Regions from separate parts of the Sus scrofa genome. Here region 2 is linked to region 1. The links are chromatin contacts, called in public Hi-C maps. All regions are on one chromosome and are shown on one strand. The core of a region is the stretch at or near the end of the contact, and the rest is flanking DNA. Distances in the headings are between cores, read along the strand shown. Region 1 holds the start of PLCXD2 (PI-PLC X domain-containing protein 2). Region 2 overlaps CD96 (CD96 molecule).

The links. Hi-C and Micro-C count contacts between places; a contact is called where the count stands out from the background.
Region 2: a contact with region 1 is called in a Hi-C map of embryonic fibroblasts, with 2.1 times the contacts expected there. The contact joins the enhancer-like site here to the promoter of PLCXD2 in region 1. A contact is called at or near these places in 1 of 5 promoter capture datasets (liver), 4 of 47 Hi-C or Micro-C datasets (embryonic fibroblasts, fibroblasts and subcutaneous adipose tissue) and 1 of 2 datasets of contacts at active chromatin or transcription factors (alveolar macrophages).

Annotation. Positions count from the first base shown.
Region 1 is chr13:148,084,917-148,089,850 of Sscrofa11.1, reverse strand. It overlaps PLCXD2 (PI-PLC X domain-containing protein 2), which reads left to right and starts at 2,085. Exons shown (of 4, transcript XM_003358819.4): 1 at 2,085-2,837. The coding sequence starts at 2,675.
Region 2 is chr13:148,167,290-148,172,223 of Sscrofa11.1, reverse strand. It overlaps CD96 (CD96 molecule), which reads left to right. Exons shown (of 14, transcript NM_001243480.1): 4 at 3,804-4,011. Among named protein-coding and RNA genes, the nearest start is that of ZBED2, 13 kb to the right of the region's middle. Within about 2 kb of position 2,438, at least 11 of the 83 cell types and tissues checked have an H3K27ac peak or open chromatin away from gene starts, as enhancers often do. A contact at or near this core is called in alveolar macrophages and embryonic fibroblasts, where this site is marked.

The DNA.
Region 1 (4,934 bases), core at 836-3,335:
GTTGCTGTGGCTCTGGCGTAGGCTGGTGGCTACAGTTCCAATTAGACCCCAAACCTGGAAATGTCCATTTGCCACAGATGGGGCTCTAGAAAAAGGCAAAAAAACAAAAAAAGAAAAAAGAAAAACAGGATCTCATGCCTATCTCAGACCAACTCAATCAGAACATGGTTGATTTGCACATTAAAGGTTGAAAAGCAGGGCTCTAAGGTACTACCTAGAACCCAGCAGAACACGTTTTATCAAGCATCTCCCTTCTAACAGGTATTTATAGAGCACCTGCTATATGCCAAGACTGTGTTTTCACCTGCAAAATTTCTTCCAGGACCGACTCAAGGTATAGAGAGAGTGTTGCCTTCTTTTGAATGGTTTTCTTAGACAAACCGAAAGCTGTCAGAGGTACAAAACATCTCATTCTGAAGTGGTTCTACTCTTGTTTTCAAGTTCTCACGCAATGATGTCACGAAGTCTAAGGTTTAATGCTTTCTTATTATGCTCCTTCTTTCCATTAAGAGCTGAAAAATAAGGGGAAAAGTCATTGAAATTAGCATTCCACAGTAAAGCTTAAAGAACACATTTTGTTTGCCTTAGGCGGCTTTCATAAAATTTGTGTTTGGTAATTAAAAAAAAAAATTAAGTTAAAGGGAAGCCCAGAAAGATGACATTTCAAAAGTAAATCTTGGGATATTCCTTCATAGTGTGATTTGCGGGTAGAACTGGGGATGAATTTCATTGATTTAAACAGGTAGGTGACATATTCCCACTATGTAGAGCACTACATTGAAGTGCTATTGAAGCATCAGAAGCTCTGTGATAAGTAGTATAGCCTTTCTTTCTATTAACCAAGGCATACTCCTCCAGGAAAAAAAAAAAAAGAAAAACTGGTAATATTACGTAGCTCAAAAGGCTGAAAAGCAGGTTTCAATGAATGTTAATAATAGCCCAGCAGAGGAAATTTAATAAGATGCCAAAAGGAGGCAATAGGCAGCAGGAGTTAGTCCTGGAAAAGTAACTGCATTGCTGCTGTGTAGTTTTACCTAGGACATGGGGTGGGGCCACTGGGCCATTATGTCAGCTGACCTGCAGATCAATCTATACCTATATATAGATTGCAGGTATAGATTGATCTGCAAGTCTTCTGCTGGCACAGGCTGCTGTTTCCTTTTCCCATGAGCCCATCCTGAGCCACTGAAGAGCTGCCTGGCTTGAAGTCCAGGGCCCCACCAAGGTCAGGTTCTTGATTTGCCTGTTTTCCAATTTGTTCCTGTGATTATCACCAACGTGAGACGTTCTCTTAGCATTAGCGATCCTTTGGGTTACAACATGGAAAAGGATCATTTGAAGGTGTAGGGAATGTTGTGGAAAGCAGAGAAATGGGCTGAGCTTGGGGCTCATTCCAAAAATGGAATCTCATTCCAAAATGGGATTTCAAAATAGGCCACCACATGAACTGGTCCCAGAAGGGCCTCTGGCTTTACTGTCTATGAAAAGGGGATCTGATCCGCAACCCTCCCTACTTCTGGGAATGCTGTGAAGAGCAAATGGGACAAAAAATTTGGAAGAAGATTCCAAACAGGCGATGCAAGCATAAAGTATCATTATTTCTTTCTCTGTAGAGGGGTCGTGTGGGTGAATATGAATTAGGTTATGGTGGAGACACAAACCATCCAAATAGGATACACTGCACCTTAGTTTCTTTACCTCTCATATTTCTGCCGCCTCTATGGTTTATAAGGTATGTAATACTCTCTCTGTAAGACAGAGAGAGAGTGTGTGTGTGTGTGTGTGTATTTAGGAGGAAGAAGGAAGAAAGGCTGCGTTTAACATCTGAATGCTGATTCCGTAAAGAAGGCTGTGGAAAGACCTGCCCGACCCTAGACCTGACTGGGCCCAAGCGTGTTGGTTTGCCTGCCTGCAGTTCCTATGGCAGTGGCTGGCTACGCGCAGAAGGCGGGAGTAACGCAGGGGGTAGGCCGGGCAGCGGAGGGGTGGGCGCAGCTCGAAGGGGCAGCCCGGGAGGGCGCGGGCCAATCGGAGCGCCCTCCGTCAGCGACCAATCACTGGCCGCCTCGCCCGGCAAATCTGCCCGGCAGTGCGGGGCGGGGCTGCCGGGAGTCCTGGTGCCGCCGGTTACACTTCTGAGCGCCTTCGGAAGCCACAGGGTAGGGGAACCTGTGCGGAGGAACCGGGGAGAGGTAGCAGGCAGGCCCAGCTTATGTGCCAGCCCAGTGACACACACAGAAGCATAAGTCAGGCTAAGGATGGTGCGTCCGGGCGCTCACGTGTGTATTACAGAACCACCGGCAGGACTATTTGCGATGTGGGCACCTGTCGTGTGAGTGCCTCCGGGCGTGGTTGCTCATGGGACGTTCAGTTTTTGCATGATTTATTTCGAGGGGCCTACCTTCCTCTGGCGTCAGAGGAGGAACCTAAGAAGTTTAGCGGAGCCGGGTTTCAGCAGATTAAGGGAGTAGAACAGCGGCTGGGCCAGAGAGGGTGGGGACTGCAGGTGCTGGGGGCTAGGGAACCACCTATTTGCCCCGTCTCCCCACCTGAAAGGCCTTTTGAGCAGGCTAGCGTGACAAAGGTGGCCCTAAAATGCTCGAGAGCCCGGGCAATGATGATCGCTGAGTGAGTGGCACTGGGCTGAGCCTCAGCAGTTGACTGACAGAGAGGGATGCTAGCAGTTAGGAAGGTTAGGAGGAAACTCAGGATGGGGACCATCTGCTCCCCCAACCCCAGCGGGACAAAGACATCCTTGGAGGTCTGCAATGCTGACTGGATGGCCTCACTCCCTCCTCACCTCCACAACGTACCCCTTTCCCATCTGGCAATCCCAGGTATTCTTCTATTCCTACTTGTTCCCACTGTGTTTGCTTCTGCCATTTTAGTGTTGTTAATGGGTTGGGCTGCATTTCCATTGTGCTGAGAAAGTAATTGTCAGTGACCTTAACTAAACCGCTTTTTATTTCCAACCAAAAACTTAACACTGATGCGGCTGCTGTAAAGAGATTTAAGTCCTCTGCATCATTGGACTTAAGAGGACTCAAGAGAACAGAAGCACCATTTTTTGTTTGTTTGTTTGGGTCTTTTTGTTTTGTTTTTACTTGAAAGCCTCATTCTAAGAACATTAACTTCTTAATTGTGGGACCAGGGTCTGTAAGAGGTTCGTTTACTTGAAATCACTCAAAAAGGAGATATCAAGGGTAATGAATATAAAGTCATTAACAATTTTAGATCTGGATCAAAATTAATACTGTAGGGTATTTCCTTTCTCATTTATCTGACCTTGCCTAGTGGGGAGAGAAACAAAAAATGGATTAGCATTAAGAATAGGTTCAGAACCAGGACTGAGTATAAAAACACATATTTTTGTTGCTGAAAAAGCCAGAAATAGAGAATGCAGGTGCTCATCACAGGCAGTCATTAGGTGTGATAAGGTGGTGGTGTTTGAAGCTTTGTCTCTCTATGTATATACACAGATGTCTGCCTGGCTGATCTAGAACTGAAGCCTTGAAAAGCACTTCTGCACCAGCCACTTTTCCGCTCCTGGGGGTTTTGTACCATGACATCACTCTCATTAGATTTGTTAAATGTGTCCTCTTCCTTCCTCCCAATAGCTGGTTAAAACATGGTTTCTAGGGAAGGAGGTTTGGACTACAGGGATCTTGGTCTCTTGTGCTGGGCAAAGTCCTGGATTCTGATACTTGGAAAGCACTCCTAGGAGCAGGAGATGGACCAGTGCCAGTCCTCTCTCTCACCTGGAGGCATAACAATTGACTTCACCCCTAGACTTCCAGACAAACTCCCAAGCATCCCTGGGAGCAGTCAGCTTTTTGGTGGCAGACAAGATGACCTCATGCAACCCCAGATCTTTGCTTTCTATGCATGAGAAAGAGCCAGGCTGGCTTCAGATGCAGCCTTTCCTTCCTTGCCTCTTCTTTTGGAGGTCTTCCAGGTTCATTGTCCTCATGGGCTCTTGTTGCTTTTGAGCAAGGAGAGAGTTGCTGAATATCTTTATAGTTATGATCACTTGTGTTTTATCAGCCATTGACTACAGCTCCTTGGGAAATGCCAGATGGTTGTGCTTCAGAACACGTCTTTTCCATGTTTAATTGACGCCTGTGGAGTCATCCCTGAAATGATACACAGGCCTCTTTTAACATGAGTCATTTGTCTTTAGGCTCTCTAATGGAATTGTTTTGTCAGGTGGTACAGCAAGTAGTACGTGTTTGCAAACAGAATGGCATCTTAGGCAGCGCTAAATGGCTCTATCATTCAGGGCATGTCCTGGTAGGCTGGAGCTTCCTCCTTCCTGTTGTACTTTGGACTGTTCAGACCACAGCAGCAGCCCTGTCCATGGCGTGGCTATGCACTCTGACTCCCAGACTCCAGAAAGGAGCTGGGCATTTTTTCTGCGATCTATAGGTATCACCCAGTTACTGGAATTGTCAGTTTGCAAAGAGCAGAGCCTGCCATTGTGACTGGAAATGCTATGGTTAGCTACCATGGGGGACACAGGAATTTGTTCACCCTGCTTTGTGAAGTTTAGTTTTTCCATGCAAAAAAAAAAAAAAAAAAAGATTCTTTAAAAGAAACAGAACTCATTGCTGTGAATGCCCTTTTCCCAGCAACAGAAGGGACATGAGTGTATGTATATATAAGCTCAAGACAGGAAAATCACATATTAAGTGCTAGCCATTCATGGGCCCTCTCCCCCTTCTCCCCCCTCCCCCCTGCCTCTCCACTAGTTCTCTTTTCCCTACCTCAAGCTTGGTATTCTCCAGCTAAGGACTAGCAGTAAAGTTTTGCCCAGACTTACTGAGAGATGCTGAAACACAGACGATGTTCACGAGGTGGAGGCCACCATCTTCTTCCCTTTTCCTCTCTTCCTCTTCCCCCTCATCATCACCTTCATCATAATAGCCATTATTTAC
Region 2 (4,934 bases), core at 1,189-3,688, 82 kb before region 1:
TAAAATCAAAATTTAGGGACAATCCATGATGAACAAAATGTCAGATGTTTAAAGAAAGGTATGTTCTTTGTTTTGAGACCCTGCTGTGTTGTTTAAAGAACAGGATTTCCCAATCAGCCTGAGGTTCCTGGGTCTTCATGGCAATGTGCCCCCCACGGGCGGGGTCTGAAGATTGACATGGCAGGAGAAAAGATTGAGCAACACATGGTTTTGTGTAGTCATTTTTCTAAATGTTAAATTGTAGAGGTTTTTTAAAAAACTTTTTCCACGGAGCCAAAATATGGGAGAATATTTTGATAAGTGCATGAAGAACCACACATTTTCCTCTTGCCTCAGAATTCTCTATGACCTTGGCTGTGTTGCCTAGCCTGAGTTTTAGTTCTATCATCCGCAAAAGGGGGCAATTATAGTACTGGCCCCATGGTTTTTCTATAAAGTACCAAATAACTTAGCACTGTACCTATGTTCAACATATTAAAAACTAATTTTTAAAGTGTTCATTTTAGGACTTGCCATAATTCTTCAGTTTAGCCAGGCAGAGAGTAAAAACTCATGAATTCACACCAGGTTGATCCAGGGGAGGCTGGTGGGTGGGGAGCTGGTATTAAATGAACATCTACTGAGAATTAGAACTCATGTAAGTGTCTTAGCTCTTTTGATTTACATTCCTTGTTTAATTGTAAGAGTCTACCAAGTTGAAAATCCCATGAAGTTTTAGAAATATTTATAAATATTAGAAAATTTATCAAAGTCTTTTCTTTAAAGAATAAGAAAAAGAAAACTGGGAAAAAATAAGGACTGTACAAGACCCCCTACCAGTCTGTTTCCTGCAGAACAGGCTACCTAGAATCATTATTATCAGGAGTTGAGGTATATTCTCTAACCCCTATCGCCAAAGGCTCCTTTCAGTTAACAAATTGTTCATTCTGTAATCTCCAATTTATAATCTCCAAATTCCTCTGGCTTCCTGGAATTTAAAAAATTTTTTTTCATTCCAGATAAGCCACAAAAATTTTTGTTTGTTTCATGATGATTAGGTTTTATTAATATGTGCTGTCTCTGAGGCATACTTGTCCCTTATTTGATGCTATGACTTAAGTACCTTCTTTGTGTGACTTTCGAGCAAGCTACTTAACTTCATTTTATTCCAGATTATTGTAAGGGAGTAAATAAGGTAAGACTTAAAAGTACTTGGTGCAGTGCCTAAAACACAGTAGATGCTAAGTAAATTTAAGCAGTGCCTAATAATAATATAGAAATTTAGTAGTGGATATAGCATAATATTAATATTGCTTCTCCCTCTTCCATGGGTAGATATTTATTTCATTGGTTGCCTGTAAAGTCTTTTCTCACCTCTCCTCCCATTTGCTCCCTGAAGGCAGACGCTCACGTGCAGGTTCTTGTCCTACCCCTTTATATCTAGGGCCTCTAACATCTCTCAGGATTCCCTGATGCTGTAGGTTACAGGGCACACTTTCCAACAGAATCTATCCTTCCAAACAAAGGAAGAAGTCTTTCCTCCACAATAGTCAGACTCCCAGAAAACGAACAAACAGAAAACCCTATGCCTAATTTTTTAAAAATATCTTTTCTCTTTCAATTAAACAACTCCGTTCAGTCACCCCTACTGCACAATAACGGAAAAGCAGTTTTTTTCATCAGTCACCATCCTCAGCCTCTGACTGCCCTTTTTCAACAACAAAGTGACAGATGGAAATGTTCCAACTGGCAAGACATTTACTGAAAGGCCAAGAATTCTGAACTCCAAGTCATACAAAAGCAGTCCCTGTGCATAGAACAGGAGCTGTAAAACTTAGCTTGTGTTAAAGAACCTGCAGGGGGAGCCTGCCTCCTTAATTGCTGGCCTCCTGCTCTGCAGACGCTGAGTGAAATGCTCTCATCTTTCTTCTGCTGGCACCACCCAATCCTTAGAGCTCCTTTGGGGCCCGTCTCCGAACATAAGCTCTCTCCTTTTCATTTTCTGTACCCTTCCTCATTAAGAAGACTCTTAGGTCCTTCTTTACGTAGGTATAAAGGTATATACTTTGTCCTAAGTGGGTTGTGTTCTCTGCTGATGGTATTATCTGTATATCTCTAGGTAAAGCTGATACCAGTCCTCACTATATTCACCTAAAAGAATTGTGTCTTATGTAAGGGATTCTACAAAGGATATTCTGGGAATATCTGTATAAATTATTTGTCTGCCTTCCTGTTCCCACTAGTTCTGCTCCAAGCCCAGCCTTGAATTCTCTCCCTTATCTAGCTTCCCTTCCCTCTACCCTGAATCTCTTGTTTTTTTAACCAGAGATTCCAAGTCACAGAACTTTGTTTTTCTTATTTCATGACCTCTTCCCCACCTGACACATACCCTTTTCAGTTCCTTCCATTTCTCCTGACCCCTGCGCATAATGATTCATCTGTGGTTTTGAGTCAGACCAGTAGGTTCTCAGCTCTGGCTCCTCTGGGGATCTTTTAAAAAATGCCCTGGGATGAGAGTCATCCCAGAACAACTGTGTTAGAATCTCCACAGAAGATGCTTGTGCATCAGAATGTGTTCAAAGCGACGCAGTTGAAAATATTGAGTTACACTAAAGGGATATAAGGACACAACCCTTCCTCCACCCTTGTGCCCCTCAAGAGTTCCCTCCTCACCAGGCCCTTTTCCCAACCCCTTGACTGACGCTGAACAACACTGTGGCACACCCAGAACCACGTCAGTGAAATTCAGATTAAGGCAAGAATAATGGAGGCTGTTTTTCACAGACCCAAAAATGGATATGGATAGAAACCAAGTAATCCAGCTAAACTCTGTGCTCCAAAATTCCAATTAATGTTTACAGCCTACTCTTTATGTGTCCTCTTTGAAGGTCACACACAGAAATAAGGCAGAAGGATCAGGGCCACAGCTAGGCTGAGGGAAGGAGGTGCCAAGGCACAACATTTAAGGAGGCACTGATTCTCAGGTGCCCAGCCTGCACTTATAAAATCCTGAGGGACCTCCTTAAATTTTGCATCCTAGGAGTCTCTTCTTACCTAATTTTGTTCCTGGCTCCAAGGGGAGCTAAAATGAGACCTTTTCTAAAGGAATTCTGGGAAGAGAGAATTTCTGTGATCACCCAGTTCAGTGAAGATTTGATAAGCAAAACTGATACAGCCTCCTGAGCACATCTTAGCATCAAGATTTCAAGACTTGAAATGAGAATTATGATCAGACATGAGCTCCCAAGGCTTACTTCCGAAATCTCACCCCTGATATACAGCTTATGGAAAGTTATGTAGGGGAAGTTTTAATCGGAAGAGCAGCAATTTTCTATTTGTATTAGGAGAGAATGACTGATTTTTATTTGAAGGTCAAGTGTAATGATACTTTTTCTAGTAACATACTCAGAATCTCTTTTTTTTTTTTTTTTTTTTTTTTGTCTTTTTGCTATTTCTTGGGCCGCTCCCGCGGCATATGGAGGTTCCCAGGCTAGGGGTCCAATCGGAGCTGTAGCCACTGGCCTACACCAGAGCCACAGCAACGCAGGATCCGAGCCGCGTCTGCAACCTACACCACAGCTCACGGCAACGCCGGATCGTTAACCCACTGAGCAAGGGCAGGGACCGAACCCGCAACCTCATGGTTCCTAGTCGGATTCGTTAACCACTGCGCCACGACGGGAACTCCCCAGAATCTCTTAATTTCACTTTCTCATTCATCGTCTCTATTGTTAAAGGTATAAATGAATTCATGCACGTGGAACACCTAGTCCAGAGCTGGCAGAGTTGAGTACTCAAAGCTGGTAACCATTTTGTCTCATCAGGAGGGTAATGGAACGCAGGAAACACTTATCACCCAAGATCACCCCATCAGCAGTTCCACATTTTTTAAAGACAGAGTCAAGCTGGGTACAAACTACACACTCCACCTCTCTCCAGTCCAAATCCACGACGATGACCAGAAGTTCTCTTGCCACATTGTAGTCAGGCCTGGCAAAATCTTGGCGAGCTCCACCACGGTCAAGGTTTTTGGTAAGAGTTTATGTTCTCTGGACTCACTGCCATCCTCCTGTCACTGTCTCCTGCCTTCTCTCCCCTAGAGAGGGAAGCACACTGTTAGCTGGAGAATAGCCACACAGGTGTGGCTATTCTGGAGTTCTGTTTGCCTTGACACTTGTCAGGCATGGTGGGAGTGGGGATGAGGGTAGGAAGCTACAGAATGACAGTTCAGTTAATGGAATAAAATCATGCAGGAAGCCGCAGATTAGTCATTTTCCTGGTAACCACTATCTTATGTGCAATTTTTTTTTTTTTTTTTTTTTTTTTTTTTTGCTTTTTAGGGCCACATGTGCAGCATATGGAAATTCCCAGGCTAGAGGTCAAATTGTAGCTGCAGCTGCTGGCCTACACCACAGCCACAGCAATGCCAGATCCGTGCTGCGTCCATGACCTGCACTACAGCTCACAGCGATGCTGAATCCTTAACCCACCGAGTGAGGCCAGGGATCAAACTCACATCCCCATGGCTACTAGTCAGGTTCGTAACCTGCTAAGCCACGACAGGAACTCCATTATGTGCAATTTTAGTTTCCTAAGAATAGTGGAAGTCTCTTTAATTATAACTGCCAAAGTCCGATTGCTTAGTTGTTAATTGTCTTAGTTGCTTGCTGGAGCAAGGTGGAATAAGGCCAGTGTACAAAAAGGAAGATGATAAAACAGTTCAAAGAAGCTCTGCAGGGTCCCCTCACCCCCAGCAAGGCCAGCTGGGGTGAGAGACTGTCCAGTTTCTCCAGCAAAGGAACCTGCAGGGGTGGCCTCTGACCTTGCATTTGCAGCAGAGTAGAGCCTAGCTGAAATATCCCCTGTGGCCTCAATCAAATTGCAGACACTCTGCAGGATGCAAATTTAAGAAATGTGAAAATTCTATTTTGCTCAGTGGTGCAAGGAAATATTAA